Linked DNA regions of Mus musculus: region 1 is linked to region 2. Evidence: chromatin contacts called from public Hi-C data. All regions are on one chromosome and are shown on one strand. The core of a region is the stretch at or near the end of the contact, and the rest is flanking DNA. Distances in the headings are between cores, read along the strand shown.

Region 1 (6,380 bases), core at 3,068-5,567, 190 kb after region 2:
AGCTTGCAGCTGAGCTCTGAGCTAGTGAGCTCTGCCAGGCTTCAGTCCTAGGCTCTCCACTTGAGACACCACCCCCACCCCCAATCCCCTCCCTCTTCCCACCCCTACCCCCTCTCCCTCCCCTCCCCTCCCCTGTCCAGCCTCCTCCCTCTCCTCTCACCCCCCTCCCCATTCTCTCACCCATCTGGCATCCACTCCTGGATGGCCCTGAAGGCCTAATGAATGGTGCCAGTCTCCATTCCAGTTTTAATTATGCATCAGGGCTTGTTTGCCTTTCTCTCTCTGAGGAGCAGATCTGAAGCTTAGGACTTTTAGGAAAAGGGGTGTCACACAGTTTGAAAACAGGGCTGCCAAGCGCCTCTGGCAGAAGCAGTTGGGGAAGAGAATGCTGAGTCTCCCAAGTGTTTATCAGCCGTCTGAGGAAGATAAGTGGGGGATCTGAGAGGAAATCTTGCGGAAACATTGGTAATTTGTCCTCTCTGGTCAGATTATTTGCTCTTCCAACCAAGCATGTACTCCTGTCTTCAGAGTCCAGGCTGGAACAGGGGACTAACTGCTGGGTCCTAGCTGGAGACAGGAAAGCCCTGCTCCACTCATTCATTCATCTTGTGCAGGCTTGGGAGCTGGGAGGACCGCAGGAAAAGGGGGAAGGCATTCGCTCTAGGGACCAGCACACAGCCTCAAAGGCACCTGTAGATTTGACAGTCCTGGTTTTTCTTTTTATTTATTTTATGTGGGTGTTTTGCCTGCATGTATATTGGTATACCATGAGCATGCAATGCCCACAGAGGCCAGAAGAGGGCGCTGGATCCCTTGGACTAGAGTTATAGAAGGTTGTGAGCTACCATGTGGGTGCTGGGAATTGAATGTAGGTCCTATGGAAGGGTTGCCACTGAGCCATCTCTCCAGCCCTGGAGGTTCTTTGAAATACACCTACAATCCCTCCAGTGACCCAAGACTAAAGACAGGAGTCTAAGCCGGGAGGTGGTGGCGCACACCTTTAATCCCAGCACTTGGGAGGCAGAGGCAGAGGCAGAGGCAGAGGCAGAGGCAGAGGCAGAGGCAGAGGCAGAGGGGCAGAGGGGCAGAGGGGCAGAGGGGCAGAGAGAGGGGCAGAGAGAGGGGCAGAGAGAGGGGCAGAGAGAGGGGCAGAGAGAGGGGCAGAGAGAGAGGCAGAGAGAGAGGCAGAGAGAGAGGCAGAGAGAGAGGCAGAGAGAGAGGCAGAGAGAGAGAGGCAGAGAGAGAGGCAGAGAGAGAGGCAGAGAGAGAGGCAGAGAGGCAGGCGGATTTCTGAGTTTGAGGTCAGCCTGGTCTACAAAGTGAGTTCCAGGACAGCCAGGGCTATACAGAGAAACCCTGTCTTGAAAAACCGAAAACAAACAAACAAACAAACAAGACAACAACAACAAAACCCCCAAAAACCAAAAAAACCAAACACAGGAACCTATTTTGTAAAGTGCCTTGTTCATGTACCCAAGGTGCCCACCGGCCACAGAGTTTGCATCTTGTTCAAGCCCTGGGTTTTGTGGTACAGGTAGGGCTAAGAAGACCCAGGAAGGGAATATTCATGGTCACATCTTCTCTAGCTGCCTAGCTCAGCATCCAGGGGCCCAGCAAATGTTGATTTCCTCTGCTGTTTGAAATGGGGCAGATGTGGCCAAACAGCCAGCATTAGCAGCATGCAGGGATTCACCATCTGAGAATCACAGACACAGGCACTCTTGGGTCTGTTACCACGTCACCCCACCTTCTTGCAGCAGAGTTAAGCTAACAGACTTTTGCAGTTGGATATCTTGAAATGCAAGTCTGATCTCTCTGCATAGATGCATGCGTGTGCACTCCCGGACTCAGAGGGGGATGCATGCAAATGCATCGTGAGTTGAAACTACTCTAAGACAGAATGCATTTATTACACCTACTTTTCAGAACTGCAGTATGGGCTAACCTGTGCTCAGCTGTTTAATAGGAGATACAGTAGGCCAAAGATAGCCAACAGGATAGCCCACTGGGAACCTGTATCCAAAAGTCCTAGCCACCAAGTCCCCTGTAGAGTGTTGCCTGTTGGTATGTATGATCACATGGCTGCCTAAAACAGCTGCCACCTAGCTTGAGATGCTGCCATACTGTGTGTTAATGCCCAGCCGAGTCCAAATGAACGAATATGGTTCCCGTGAATGCAGAGCTTTGACGCTTTTATAAAGCATGGATGGAAATCATCCATCACATGGGTTACCATCTGTCTGTCTGTCTGTCTGTCTGTCTATCTATCTATCTATCTATCTATGTGCACACACACATATGTGTGGGGATATATGTATGCATATGCACTCACTCTTTTTCTCTTTCTCTTCCAGGGTATCTTCCAGGTATTTGAATTTGGAACTCTGACCTCCTTCCAGGGTCACCATGAAGACTTGGAAAACTGACTTGTGGGAAATCCTGAGCACAGCACACAGTAGGTCCTCAGTCACAAGCTGATCCACAGCACACAGTAGGTCACAAGCTGATCTGTACCACCAGCTGTTTCCTCATGACCAGGGAGTCCCCTTCAATCCCAGGGCATCCTCTCTGACCCGCGGTGAGGCACACTGTTTGGGGCTGGGTGCCATCTGGTGGTAGCTCTTCCCACTCTCCGGTGTGAGGCTCCATCCTGGGCACCCACTCTTGCCTTCCCCACTTCCAGCAGTGCATCCTTCACTTCCTGTCTGACCTCAGAGATGCTGGGGTTAGGGCTGGAACAGCAAGTGAGGCTTGGCAGTGAAGGTAGAGGCTGTGAAGTTCTCAGGAACCATGGCTGTGGTTTGGTCCTGTCCTCCCAGACAGCCCTGACCCAGATGATTCCAAAGCCAGCCCCCCCCACCACCACCACCGCCCCAGTCAGACATGGCCCAGTAGCACATCCACACAGACCCCCAGGCTCTTATGAGGTAATTTTATTTCTTCTCATTTTAGGTAAAAATAGTAAATACAAGATAATAAAGGTAAAAATACATTATTTGGATTTTGTTGTTCTCTAAACAATGACAACTTTTCTCTACAGTACAATTTTTGATTTAGTGTTTTTTAAACTTTTTTTTTTATATAAACAAATAGAACTATTTAACTATTAGGCTATCTGGGTTCTCATCTGGCACTTAAGAGTAGGTCACAGGTCACCTCCCGGTTCTGGTTGTGTGTGTGTGTGTGTGTGTGTGTGTGTGTGTGTGTCGGGGAGGAATAAGAAGGGACTCAGGGGCAGAGAGCTGACTTCCCAGGACACAGCTGTCGTCCTGAGTCAAGTGGGCGGACACACATGTGCATCCAAGATGGCCGTTTCCTGCTTTGGCCACGGAGGCTGGACAGGAGGGTCTCGTGTATCTGATGGCACTTTTTCCCTCCTTGGGGTAGCTTGTCCCTCCCACGGGCTTAGTTTCACAATCCTGGATCCAGGCGGTTCCTGGGCTATAGATATCAGTCATGTGCCCAGGACAGAGCCAGTGGTTCCTCCTCCTCAGAGGGGCTGAGACTGGGACACCTGGCCCGGCTTTGGAATGCTGTTAGACGTCAGTCACACCTGCCAAGCGGGCAGTCAGGCCCTAAATGTCCTTGCCCTGGTTCACCCGCAGGTGGTCTTTGTTCAGATTCTTCCCAAACTTCTCGCTGAGCTGCTGGATCAGGTCTGCCAGCTCTCCTGTAGCCTGAGACTTCTCCTCCAGGAGCTCATAGCGAAGGCTTGAGATGTCTTGTTTGATCTCCTTGAGTTCACCTGCAAAGACAGGAGGGCTTACTGGGTGTATGTGTGTGTGTGTGTGTGTGTGTGTGTGTGTGTGTGTGTGTGTGACAGGAAGGAGGTTCTGTGCTTCGGGTGCAGGTCCAGCCCTGGGGAGGCTGAGTGGAGGGGTGGGGGGAGGGTGTTGGGAATCTCAGAGATCCCTGCACCCACAGATCTCCGGGGAGAAGCGCCTGTTTCCCCGTGCACAATTACAGGCCCTCCCCCCATTCCTGGAAAGCTTCTCCCTTCACAGCTCCGAGAGGTGGAATTTAGGGCTGTGAATTTTCAGGCACCTGTTTCACACACCCATGGCTCCAACGTTGGCCTCAGAGCCAGCACACGTAGGGGTCAAGCAAGATGCTCATTAGCTGGGGCAGCCATTTCATGGGGCTCTGCTTGGTCCTGTCTATATGTGCCAAGGGAAGAAACCCCAAGCACCAGAGAGCAAGGCTCTGCACATGGTTGCAGCCTCAGAGCTGGCGACCACGGCTTCCCTTAGTTCTTAGAAGCAGCCTGACTTCCCTAATGCGAGCCTCCCTGATGCCTGCAGCTGCCTCCTCCCCTAATAGGGTACCACCAGTCACTTTCATTTTCTGTTTCCATAGTGACCTGCGCGGTTAGAAGCCTGATAGGTCTGGGCCTGTGGGAATCTCTTTATTAAGCACAAAGGGGAGTAGAAAGGTTCTTTTCTCACATGTTAGACACCAGACATAATTCTGGCAGGGGTCCACTGCTTGTGGGGTATACTATTCCTATCTCATATGCAGCGTGCTTAAATATATAAAGTACAGAGGTCTCATATACATGATTATACCCCCTATTTTTATTAGGGTACTTCACTAAGCCCCAGACTCATATCAATTAAGTTAAAATGACATCTGGGTACCCACCCCCAAAGTGAATATTAGTTATCATGTCCATCACAGCCCCACACTACTTAAGGCTGATGCAGCAAGCACCCTGTGATTTAATAATTGGGACCCACAAGGAGCGGCAGGGCCACTGCCCAGCCTCTTGGACCTGTGTGCTCGGCAGCTAGACTGGACATTGCCATTTTTGTAGGCTGTATGCTAGGTTCCCCAAGATAGGAAGTCAAGGGTCACTCAGTGGCCAAGCTCTTTTGGTAGCTCTGTGGCCCACGTGAGGGGAGACAGGGTACCTCCAGTCATAGGCAAGAGTTTTTCAAATATTTATCCTAGGTGTTGCATGATTAATGACCCGGTATAGGGCATCTGCTTCTTCCTTACGCATACTTGCTTAAATTAGACTGAGAACTAACTCATTTGGTGAGACTGATGTAGACAGGAACTCCAGTGTGCACAGGAAGTGCCAGGTGCTGTTGTCTAAAGTGTTGGCCATAGGCCTTGCCACAGATGTGGGGAGGCATTAGGCTGGGACCTGCACCTTCACCAGCTGCCACTGAAGAGGGCACACTTCAGAGTTCCTCAGAGAAACTGCTATCGCCATAGTCTCAGATCTCGGAACAGAGACACAATGCGCAGCTGGGTCTGAGCCCGTGGTAGGTTCTGAAAACGAGGCACGGGCTGACCCTTTTGTATGTGTGCCCACGGAAGAAAGGGTGAATGGTGGGATTCTAGGCTATCCTGAGTTCAAAGGGCTGGAAGCCAACTGAGGATGATGGTCACTAATAATGCCTAATAATGTCCCATACCTCCATGATGTCCACAATGTCATCATTAGTGGCTGGCCTCTCAGGATAAGTTATATCACACAGCAAACAGAAACTAAGGTGACATGTTATGGTTACATGTGGAGGCAGGTGCTAATCGTCTGGGTTGGGAGGGGATCCTGGACCACCCAGGAGCCAATCTAATCATGTGCCTTCCTTACAAGAGGAGGCGGTAGAAGGGTGGGGTAGAGATGATGGATGCTGGGTGGGAGAGGGAGTGATGAGAGGGGTGTAGTTGCTGAGGGGCGGGTCTAGTGCAGAGACAACAGGGTAGCTTGGAATTTGGGCTCAGGGTGGACCTCAGTGAGGAAGTGAAGACCTTGGTCCCCCCAGCTCATGGGAATGCATCTGCTTGCACTAAAGAGCCAGGTATTCTCCATAAAGAACACAGAACCCAGACAATCCCAGCCTCCACCTGAGAGACCCATGCTTGACCCCTGGCCTGTAAAACTTAGAGTGAAATCACTTTGGGGCCTCTCTCCCGTACCTTCATTGACTTCATCGTTCTCTCTGTCCACCTGGGCCTTCAGCACGTATCTCTTTATGAGCCGCTTCATGATCTTCTGAAATGAGAAACAGGGCAGCGCTCAGAGGTGGTGAGGCCAGCAGGGTCTGATCCTCTCACCCAGCCCAGGCCTCAGCACTGGATGCTAGCAGGCTGGTGTGGTCCCAGGGTGCTCTGCCCAGCGGAGAGACCTGGGCAGAGCTCTGCATAGCCTCCCCACCTCCCCACCTCCCCACCTCCCCACCTCCCAGGAGGTGAGAACAGGACACTTCCCGCTGACAGGAAGTCAAGCCGAGGAGAATGGGAAGGAGAACCATCTTAGAGTTATGGCTCTGCTTGAGGCCCTGGGCCCAGTGTTGCTCTGGCCAGACAGGGAATTCTGGGAAGTCTTATCAGGTCAGCCAGGCAAATGCAGCCCTCGGGTGAGACAGAAC
Region 2 (5,809 bases), core at 1,153-3,652:
CCTCAGAATGCTCATCCTCACCAGGATAGTAAGAGCCAGCCTTCATGAGACGTGAGTGTGCTGTTGCATAACAATATATTTATTATCCTTCAAGTGGGGCTGCCTACTGGCTGCCTGTGAGAAGATGCTCTCTCCCACCCTTGGACTCCAGCCCTCCTCACAAAGAAACTATTTTTGTTGAAGAACACAAAGTGTAATTAGCACATTCGGAGGAAGCTGCCAGGCGGGCACATCTTCACTGACTTGGACAGGCCTTGATGTTCATGTTTCAAAGCCTCCTTCCTACGCACCTGTAGTGTTCCCTCTTGTCTTCTGCATCCACACTCTATCAGTTGTAAGTAGCTTTGTGATTCTTGTTTTCCAAAATTCCCATGGCGTGATGTCTTTCCCTTTCCGATTCCACATCTCAAAAGCCAGTTAGCCTTTCTCCTTCCAAAACTCCAAAACTCTCCATCTCTGTGTCAATGTTTTCTCAATTTGCAGCCACAGTTTGGCTTCCCTCCCCTTATAGGGGGCCCCTTCTCTGGGTCACTTTCCCCTCTTTGTCTCATTTTAGGGTTCTGGGGTGGTAACTCCTCCCCTGGGGTCACATACAAGTCTCTGTTTGAACTAGGATACTATTCACTACTGCTGCACAGGGCCTTGTGGGGGAGAATGGGCAGGGTATGTGTGTGTGTGTGTGTGTGTGTGTGTGCATTTGGCTTGTCACAATCACCATACACAATGGTCCACACTGATCTGGAGACAACACAAGTCACAATCTAGAGAGATAGTAGCTACAGGTGGGATCCAGAGATGGCACCCTAGGGAGAGACTGCCCTCAGGCAGAGCCTGATTGGGGTTATGGGAAAATATGGAAATGAGGTTATGCCCATTGGGGTTACGGGAAATATACACATGAGCATGCCATGATGCCAAATGCTGTTAGTGTGAAGAAAGATAAAAGACACAGGGAGCTGACATTCTAATCCGAGCTGGCCTTCAAGGAGCATGGCACATGCACCAAGCAGTGTGAGTCTGCTCTGGTGAATCAGCCCCTGCTGCTGTTTGCTGCCTACAGGGTGATACTAGTCTCCTACCCAGCATACTATGTGATGAGGAAGCAGAGGCTCAGAGAGCTTAGGTAGTCAGCCTGGGGTAGCACAGCAATTAAGAAAAGAGCCTGGACAGGACCCAGGCAGCTTCAGTGCCTCTCCTTATACCCAATATATGACGTCATGCCTTGTTCTGGCCAAATGGCTGTCCCTGGCTTGTGCCAGCGCTTGAAATGATTCCCTGTGAGGGGGCCACCAGACCCAGATTCCTTCTACCCCACCTATCCGGGACTTGCTTCCCACTGTGTTTGACTACAGGGTTTCTTCTCACAATGAGAACTGCAAGACCCCACTTGAACTCTTTTGCTGCTGGCCCTGAGAGCCTGGGGAAGAGCCCACAGATCCCAGCAGGGGCTTGCTGGAACCAGGGGGGAGGGAAGGGGAGGGGAGGGGAGGGAAGGGGAGGGGAGGGGAGGGGAGGGGAGGGGAGCCAGAGTTTATAGCCCAGGCTGCAGGCATCCTGCCTGGTTGGATGGTCTTGCCTTCCTGAGTAGGGGGTGGGAACTGAATTATGATTGCATCAACTCCCTTGGCGCTCTGGAAACTATAGCTTCCCTCAGCCCTTCCTCCCTTCCTCTGTGGCTCTTCTCTGTCTGTAAAATAAAAAGCAGATCCCTGGCTGACCCTGGAGGCTGCGAGCAAGCAGGGAGGACACTGGAGGTGTGCGGAGCAAGAGTGGTCCCGGCCATCTGTTTCTCATTGACTTCAATGGGGTGTGTTGCTCAGACAATGGAGTAGTGTGCTGACTGCTCAGGCACAGCCCAGCCCCGTGACCCTGCAGCCTGCTGGCAGCAGGCAGGGAGAGGCCCTCCTCCACTGCGCAGCTGGCCAGGGGCTGGGGAGCTGCTTCCTAGAGTGTGGGGGTGGTTCCCCCTCACCATCATCAGTTCTTCTTCCTAGAAAGATGGGCTTCAGCTGTTTTCCTGAGACTCCTGGTAACCTCCCTAAGTGTAATTTATGGACAGTGAAAAAAAAACCAGGAGTGACGAGACCCTCCCTTGCCCCTCCCCCACTCCCTGCCCCCACCCCCCAGCCCTACCCTACCATGCCCCCATTCCCTGCCCCACCCCCACAACCCTTCCCCCACGCCCCCACTCCCTGCCCCCCTACCCCCTCCACATCCCTCCCCCATCCCCCACCCTCTCTACAACCCTCCCCCCACCCCACCCCAGAGTTTTAGTGTGAGCTCTGCCAGTCTTTTATAGCCTTCCTTTGAAAACATAATAATGAGCTGATGCACAATTCTGAGTCAGGGAGTCCACTCAGTGGGGCTTGCAGATGACCTCAGGCTGAGTGTTCAGTATGACAAAGTAAATGCTTTTGTTTGAAGCCTTTTCATACATTAAGATGTCTCTGTTGGGAGAGCCAGAGGGACCAGGACAGGGGCAGCTGAGTGATTCCAGGTCAACAGCTAGCTCCTGCTCTGTCCACGGTACAAACTGTGAGGGGATCACTGTATGTTCCTGCCCTGGTTTGACAGCCCAGTCACCAGTCCACTGCCACGCTCAGAGCTGCACGGGCCCTGTGCCTAGTCTTACTTGAAGCTATTTAGCAAATCACCTGATTTCTGATTGTTCCCAATTTTGCCATGAGAATCCTGAGATTCATTCAGTGCAGACATCCTGAAGTCCACCTTCCATGATGTGCTGATAGTGGAATTTCTGAGCGGTGGGCATGTGCACTAGAAAGAGTAGCACACTGCCTTCTAGAATGACTGCCCTCCGTGCACCACTGGGCACTGGAACCCTTTGGCCACCTTTGAGTGCTTCAAGAGAGAATTTGTTCATACACTCATTGTCAATTTTCTTATCCTTCTTTAAATTCGAGGTTCTAGCTAGGTGACTCTTCCATAATTCATATAAAACTGGTTTCTAATAAGGCCATTGCTCCCATGCTCCTATTTTGCAACAGTGCATCTCAGTTTGCAGTTTGTCCTTTGTCTTTGTTTGGTTTTTGTATTTTGTGAGATTCGGTCAGTAGGAAGCAGGCACAGTGGTGTGAACCTCTGGAGGCAGAGACGGAAAGAATGTTTGAACCTAGAATGTGAACCGAGGAAAGATGTGCAGATCTCACTCATCTCAACTCACAGCCCTTAGCTGGCCCCTCGCCCTTTTCATTATACTTTCTTCTCTCACGCTCTCATTTTCGTGACTTTCTTTCCATCTCCATCTTGATATTAAGCAAACATTAGTATAGAGTGTAGATGTTACACTCAAAGACAAAACCATTATCTAAGTATAACTCAAATATTATTTATGTTCAGTTTTGGTCTAAGTTTTCAAACTTAAAGAAAACCCTAACTACTACTTATGCAATTAATGGAAAGCACAGGCATAAAGACAGAAGTGTCTAATTCTCCTCACAGTTATCAGAGTTCCCATCTTACAACTTTAAGCATTTTCAGCAGAAGCAGAAACTGGCCCAGTACCTGATGTGTGAAGTCAAGGTATAAGCTACACGCTATAACAGACCGTAGAATCATGGCCACACCTTATCCTGCCGGCCTCGGCCCCATAATCCCTGATGCCTTCTCTGTTCTGCCTCACAGGAAGGACGAGAACCTGAGAGGTAAGTAAAATCGGGACTAGATTCTGCCTTGTGGGACCTTTAGGCACGACATGATGTTATCTGTGTTTATACTGATGGACATCCACAAAGCAGAAAGGAGTGTGCACCCATGAGTAGCCTTTGAGCTGCTGGGAATACAGGGGCTGCAGGACTGTCCAGCCCTGCCTTTCCTGGGTCCTCTCTTCCCTCCTTCTGATCTTGTTCAGAAACACACACACATGTACACACTCATGTGCACACGCATGTACATGCACAAATGCACACAACACATACATATATACCCACATACACACCACACACACATGCACACCACACAGATATACACATATACCACACACATGCATACCCACATATATATGTGTGTATACACAGACCACACATACATACCTCCACACACACCACACCTCCACACACAGACACACACGCACATACCCACATGCACATCACACACACATAGACACACACACACAAACATACACACACATGTACACAGGCTTATTAAATTCAACCAGCAAACCAGCAACTAGAAGTCAGAAAAACTGTTCCTTTTAGACTATGTAGGCCACAGCATCTGTGGTCACAGAGCAAGGACAGGAGCAAGGGAGAAATCAGGGGCGAACAGGAAGTAGCAGGATAAAGAAAAACAAAGAACATTGCAGGTCTCCTACCCAGAGGGAGTGCTTGTGTGCAGTTCCTCGAGGACATTTTGGCCTGCCTCTCTTGCTTGCGACTGGATCACACCACTGTTGCTTTTTAAAGCACAGTTAACCAGGATGTACTTGGAAGTCCCAAACAAAAGCCCTTCTAAAGGGCTAAAGATGCAGCTTCACGAGGGGGGGGGGGTGCTTGTCTAACTGCATGAGGCCCTGGGTTCCATCCCAGCCTCCAGTATAAGCAAGCAGAAAGCCCTGGAAAGACCAGCATAATGGCAGATAATAATTGTACCCAAAATTGGTTACTTGAGTTTCTTGAAAGTCAGATGATCTTGGTTTTTACATTATATTCCCGGCTCTTCTTTGGCAGTTAAAATTAGGACTGTGGTGCTTGTTTCATTTCCTTGAGACAAACTCTCAGTATGTAGCCTTGGCTGTCCTGGACCCTGCTGGGTCCATCAGATTGGCCTCCAACTCATAGAGGTTCACCTAATTCTGCCTTCCAAATATGGGTAAAAGGTGTGTACAACCCTCAATCACTTTTTTAAATTGCCATAACCTGGAATATAAAGATCAGGAAAAGCAAGCGAGCGCTGATGTAGTGCTATGATGCATTTGCATCAATTCCCCTTCCTTCTTGCCAGGTAGATGAGATGGAGCTCAGAATCCTGCTGAGTGTAATAATCTCATATTCAGTAACTCGCACACATGGAGAGCTATCACCACCTGTTTAAGTTTGTCAGTCATTGGGAAGGGATCAACACGTCACAATAGTTTAGGCAGCACTGGTCATAGCTGGTGATCACCTTCAACTGTGGAGAGAAAGATCTGCTACAAGAGATGCATTTCTTGGTTTTGTCTAAATATTTAGGCTACAGAACAACTGAGAGAAACGGCAAGCAGACAGTTGTGGAATTTTCTGATGCAATCTAACTGGATGTCTGAATTGGGACCTATGTGCCTTTTTGGAAGATCTTCAGGTCGATGACACTCATTATCATATTCTTAAGGCTGGTTACCTCGGTAACCAGGGGAAGCCTGCTTTGAGTCCTTACATGTCTGAAGGCTGTAGACTGATCTACACTCAACCTCCTTTCTTCAGAACCCAACAATGTGCATGTCGGAAGTGATGGCTCATGCCGGAAGTGATGGCTCATGCCGGAAATGATGGCTCATGCCCGTCATCTCAGCCAATGAGAGGCTAAGGTAAGAGAGCTGCCATGCTTTTGAGACCTGCCCATCTTCTCTATAAAGCACCGAGGGGCAAGTCCAAAGCCAACCAAGTGGGTGTTGTTGTTGTTGCTGTTGATGTTGTTGGATTAGTTCTCCTCCACAGTGGCATTGGTAACTTGGCCTTGCAGTATTTTTTCAGATGTGTTTCAATGAGAGCTCCTGGGCTTCAGGTCCCCAGGGCCATTGTTTAGAAATTCACTCAATGACTCCCCAAACACAGTGTCAAGTACACTCAGCCAAAATTCGTCATAGCCATGTCAC

Evidence for each region. A called contact is a pair of places that touch in the nucleus more often than the background predicts.
Region 1: a Hi-C map of the N1E-115 cell line shows a contact between it and region 2, with 2.7 times the contacts expected there. The contact joins two enhancer-like sites. A contact is called at or near these places in 1 of 484 Hi-C or Micro-C datasets (the N1E-115 cell line), 2 of 115 datasets of contacts at active chromatin or transcription factors (pancreatic cancer cells and stem cell-derived neural progenitor cells) and 1 of 9 other capture datasets (embryonic stem cells).

What each region holds. Positions count from the first base shown.
Region 1 is chr13:56,770,189-56,776,568 of GRCm38.p6, forward strand. Trpc7 (transient receptor potential cation channel, subfamily C, member 7) reads right to left here. Exons shown (of 12, transcript NM_012035.3): 11 at 5,929-6,004; 12 at 2,910-3,745. The coding sequence ends at 3,576. Among named protein-coding and RNA genes, the nearest start is that of Gm52066, 7.6 kb to the left of the region's middle. Within about 2 kb of position 4,318, at least 51 of the 459 cell types and tissues checked have an H3K27ac peak or open chromatin away from gene starts, as enhancers often do. A contact at or near this core is called in the N1E-115 cell line, where this site is marked.
Region 2 is chr13:56,580,464-56,586,272 of GRCm38.p6, forward strand. Gm32759 (a long non-coding RNA gene) reads left to right here and starts at 5,227. Exons shown (of 3, transcript XR_382491.2): 1 at 5,227-5,521. Within about 2 kb of position 2,403, at least 155 of the 459 cell types and tissues checked have an H3K27ac peak or open chromatin away from gene starts, as enhancers often do. A contact at or near this core is called in the N1E-115 cell line, where this site is marked.